2 separate regions of the Danio rerio genome follow, and region 1 is linked to region 2. The links are chromatin contacts, called in public Micro-C maps. All regions are on one chromosome and are shown on one strand. The core of a region is the stretch at or near the end of the contact, and the rest is flanking DNA. Distances in the headings are between cores, read along the strand shown. Region 1 holds the start of ypel1 (yippee-like 1). Region 2 holds the start of ppil2 (peptidylprolyl isomerase (cyclophilin)-like 2).

What was found. Hi-C and Micro-C count contacts between places; a contact is called where the count stands out from the background.
Region 1: a Micro-C map of caudal fin shows a contact between it and region 2, with 12 times the contacts expected there. The contact joins the promoter of ypel1 here to the promoter of ppil2 in region 2. A contact is called at or near these places in 9 of 18 Hi-C or Micro-C datasets (caudal fin, embryo, hematopoietic stem cells and 2 more) and 3 of 4 datasets of contacts at active chromatin or transcription factors (caudal fin, embryo and gastrula embryo).

The regions. Positions count from the first base shown.
Region 1 is chr5:13,771,336-13,774,035 of GRCz12tu, forward strand. It overlaps ypel1 (yippee-like 1), which reads right to left and starts at 1,306. Exons shown (of 5, transcript NM_001003780.1): 1 at 1,054-1,306.
Region 2 is chr5:13,584,685-13,587,384 of GRCz12tu, forward strand. ppil2 (peptidylprolyl isomerase (cyclophilin)-like 2) reads left to right here and starts at 1,379. Exons shown (of 20, transcript NM_200991.2): 1 at 1,379-1,518; 2 at 1,824-1,873. The coding sequence starts at 1,487.

The sequences.
Region 1 (2,700 bases), core at 56-2,555, 190 kb after region 2:
TAAGTATGTTAATATACGCACGGAAAGCTCGTTATAAGCGACGTCATTAGCAACATTTAATCTTACAACACAAATGTTATCGTAAAAAAGTCGAGGGTGGCTATATTTAACGTGTTTTCGCTAAGAGCACTGCATGAATACACTTATAATGCATGCCAAACGTGCTGCTATGAAGATAATTTAACTGTAAACCGCACAAATATACAAAAACAATTGACTACAGACACAGTGGACAATGTGTCTATAACTGTTGATATTAAATATTTGTTTATAACTGTTCAATATGATCGGCAGCTGCTTAAATCAGCTGGAACAAAAATACAAGCGTTGATGTCGTGACATAAAACCCCGATCTAACTCAATCTAAAGGAAGTCAACAGCAGGCAAACAAAGGAGGCTCATGAGCGCGTGTTAACCTGAGAGGATAAGGCTAATCATGAGCATTATATGGCTTAAGAAAAACAATAATAGCTATAGCAAATCTAGCCATTCAACAGCTCATATACACTATTTATTACGCTGCTTTCATTTGTTATTGTGCTGCAACCTTTCCCTAATAAGCAGTCTGTTTTGTTTTAACATCCATGAAAAGTGACAAACAACTCAAAGGAGATGTTCATAAAAGCAATTCAACGCGTCGACAATGGGTCACCAGATACAAAAGGTGCAAATTGATTGTTGTCAGCGGGATCTTTAGAGAAAACAACAAAGAAACTATGCGACCAACGTGGATACAAAACAAAGGCTCGTGCTTTTGTGACAAAACCAGGAAGCGCAGAGTGACACAGAGACAGAAATCGAGCCCTGATACCTGCAAATACAACAGCAAACTGGCAAGCGAAATGCCATACTGATGTTTTTATTCCGAACGATTAACTTTAAAAGCGCGTGCATGCGTCCAGCTCCACATTTCTTCCACTGACACACGAGAGATTTACACACGAATGGTTCTGAGCTGGTGTAAACGCAATAACAAGCATCATAAACCAATATTCACGCTTTCAAATGTATAATATATCAATACAATAGGCTGAAATACATGCATCCACTCACCCCCTGAACTGGATCTCAATGCGAAGTTTGGCATAGATTTTCTATAGGGAAGCTAAATATTTTCTCCGAAGTATGCTTTGAGATGTTTTTGTTTCCTTTTTTTGGTTTCTGTTGTCTTGTCTCGGTGCAGATTCCGTCTGAGACCTCAAACTGAGACTATCTGATAGTTCTGTATGTCGGTTAGGCTGTGCATTTCTCTAGTCTTTGTTGCACTCTTTGTGTTTGTGATGGACTTGCTGCTTTTGAGATGGGCGGAGCGTCGCATTACTGGCGTGTAAAGCATCCAATAGATGCGCCGCGGGGGCGTGGCTACCAGCCATGCTAAAATTATCCCGGATGTGTAAATAAATACAGTGCAATTGCATAGACTGAGAAAATGACTGATTTTGTCTTGCATTACGTCCTCAACAAAAGGAGAGCTGTATTCCTAATATATATATAAAATGTTTATACATACATATACATATATATACATATACATATACATATATACATATACATATATACATATATATATATATATATATATATATATATATATATATATATATATATATATATATATATATATATATATATATATATATATATATAAAAGAAAAAATTAAGCAGATTTAGTAGTGGAAGGAATCGGTTTAGTCCTCTAAATAACAATGTCTGTAGCAGGCATGGGCTGGCATTAGTTTCTGACGGTTAGATAAACTTGGATAAAATATCACGGTATCACTGTATCATCTAAAACAAGCTGTTTAAATATCTGGGTAAAAAAAAAAAACGTTTTCCCCCTCATTGAACCCAATACATTTTATTTTAGGAAACATGATATTTGGGTACTGTAAACATGCCAGGCTAAATTATTCAAATGAATCATTGACGTCTGCTATGTTCATTTGTTTCTAAAACACAGATTGCTTAACAACACAATAAAAACCCTTAAATATACCTTAGGAATGGTATAACATAAAATTTTAGCGGTTTGAAAACCTTTACTATTCCAAACCCGGGTAAACCTTGAAACCGGTTTTCATTTCATGCCTGGTCTGTAGTTATTATTATAATTAGCTACTTTCAGCCCTATCATGTCAGTGATTCCTACACCCACTAAGACAACATGGAAAACATGCAAATCATGTCAACACTTTAAGACAGGGTGATTACAAAGCAGCATTGGCTACTTAAAGGGATTGTTCACCCAAAAATGGAAATCTGCTGTTAGTATACTCATCCGTACTGGAAAGATTTTTTAGCTGAAACTGTAGACTGTGGTAATTGTTACAATGCAAGTCATAGGCTAAAAGCAATTTTAGAGTTAACAAAAAAAAACATATAAAGGCATAACAAAATTAATACATGTGGCTCCTGCTGATGCACCAAGCTCTTATGAAACTAAATGTTAAGTCTGTGAAAGTAACTGTACATTATTCACAACATTATTACCTTTATTGACACATATAATGATATATGGAGGGACACTTTCTGTTTTCGTGATGGGAGAAATTAAGCTTTTTCATTCATTCAATCATTTTCTTTAGAGCTTAGTCCCTTTATTAATCCAGATTCGCCACAGTGGAATAAATCGCCAACTTATCCAGCATATGTTTTATGCAGTGGATGCCCTTCCAGCTGCAACCCTACACTGAAAAACAC
Region 2 (2,700 bases), core at 129-2,628:
AATAAATGTTAGGTTTATCAATGGACCACTTTTGTTTGTGCATAATAGAGTACACCCCATTTTGAAAATGAATATTTTTCTCCATTTCTTAGTGAATATAGGAAATGTATGTTGGTGCATTTAAACAAAACAGAGTTATTAAACAGATATATTTATTAAAAAAATATTTTGGTCACCAAACATATTTAAAAATTGAAAAATAATACAATTAAATTCAAGCAAAATATTGTGAAAAATGTACAACTTACAAAATTTCAACTAAATTTTTCATTTTATTTTTTTGCTTCTCTTGATTTTTCCTCTTTTTTAAACTTATATTTAATATTTTTCTCTAACATATACATTTGACTGTACTCGGTTTTTTGACCGTCATCATAAGTTATTTAGATAAGCTCCAGATTTGGCTTCAGTACTGACTAATCTAATGTATATGCACAAATATAATATTATATAGCTTCCTATTAAAAATATGAATTTAATAGAGTGATTTGTGAGGGGTGTAGCCTATATGTTGAGCACTGTATAATCATTAAATTAATAAACAAAATTTGCTCCAAAGTTTTATTATTATTATTGTATGTCAAAAACATCTTTACAAGAAAACTGCATTTTTAATTTTGTACGTTTAAATATAACATATTTAACATCAAACCAAAACATTTGGGAATATGTGCATTCAATGAGTATTCAGGTGTTTCAGCAATTCCTCTAATTCACAAAAAGAACATGCAGATTGCATGTCTAAAACGTTTTTAACAACTTGTTTCACGGGATAGATGAAATGAATTAGTTTATATGTAGGCCGCGCGGTGGCGCAGTTGGTAGCTCTGTTGCATCACAGCAAAAGGGTCGCTGGTTCGAGTTGACGTTTGTGGCATTTGCATGTACTCCTCATGTTGGTGTGGGTTTCCTCCAGGTGCTCCGGTTTCCCCCACAGTCCAAAGACATAGCTATAGGTGAATTGAATAAACTAAATTGGCCGCAGTGTGAGTGTGTGTGAATGAGTGTGTATGGATGTTTGCCAGTACTGGGTTGCAGCTGAAAGGATACAACATACGTAAACATATGCTGGTTAAGTTAGCGGGTCATTCCGTTGTGGTGACCCCTGATTAATAAAGGGACTAAGTTAAGCCGAAAAGAAAATGAATGAATGAATGAATTCATAGGTTTCATGTTTTTTTTATTTTGTGATCAACAAACATCAAACACTTTAAATATCCCCCTCATTATTGAGTATTATTCAGACATCCCAAGTTGAGCATAGACATAATTTACAGTAATTAAAAAACGAATTTTATGAACAGTATCTCAGTCAAAACCGAAGAGGACCAAAAAACATTTTGTTGTTTTAGGTCGGTTGCATTTACCGGTCGCGCCTAGGACACACCGGAAGTAGAGTATTTAAACAGTCGTGCGTTTGTGTTGCTTGTTTATAAACTCCTGAATTTTAATTCTTTTATTTAGCACCACCGCTTAGGTCGCAAAAATGGGGAAAAGACAGCATCAAAAAGACAAGATGTGAGTTGCTGGAGTGAAATATGACACGTTTGCTAACGGTTGAATTTTATTATTTCACTGAAAACTGAGTACGCTTCTTTAACTGTTTGCGTTGTTTGTATTATTTAGGGTTTGTAATGTTTTAATTTTAATTTTGGGACAGTAAGTCGTTCTTCATTCAGCTGCAACGACGGCATTTTGATTAATGTTCATGTATTAGATTCAGCGACGTAACATGAATTATCTAAAGAATGCAAATATGTAAATGACGACGTTATACTCTTTATACAGCTTTCAAATGATTTATTCAATACTCTGTTTTTCAGGTACATTACATCTACAGAATACACCCAGTTTTATGGAGGGAAGAAAGCAGGTATTTGCGTTAACCTGATGTAACGTTACTTCAAGTCATGTCAAGCTTTTGGGACTGTAGGACGTACCATTTTTGTTTCTTTATCAAATTAAATATAACTTATAAGTTACATAGAAAACATTTGAAATGCAAGAAAAGTGTCTATTTGAATATAATTTCACATATTGGTGAAATAGAAATAGTGTTATATCATTTAGCGTAAATATATTTATGCATATAGTCAGTAACAATTATGTTTGGGAAAATTATTCAATAAAAAAATAATAAAACACAAAACAGTTGTCATTTTTCTAGTGGGTCTATATATATATATATATATATATATATATATATATATATATATATATATATATATATATATATATATATATATATAGCAGTGTGATATGGCTGTATATCTGGTGGGAGATGTGCGTTGGCATGAGGCCGAGTGCCTTAGTGCCCCCGCCAGTGCCGATATACAGCCATATCGCACTGCTACGAGTGTGATATTGCGTTTATACAACAGTTTAACGGCATAATTGTGTATATAAAAACAAAATCAAACATGGAGATTCTCAAAAACCCTTTTGTATGAGGAACTACTTTCTTCCACCTTGGATTCAAATCATAAGCTGATAGCTAAACAGCTGAGCAAGCATCTTTTAAACTTTAGATCTGTAGTGTCTGCTTTTTTGCTGGTTGTATGTGGGCGGAGTAATACACAAAAAAAAGAGGTAAAGAGGCTTTACTGGTGCTGAAATTACTTAAATATATCACGGCTATTAGCCAATCAGATTCAAGAACCAGACAACTGTTGTATAAATATATATATATTGCAATAACTT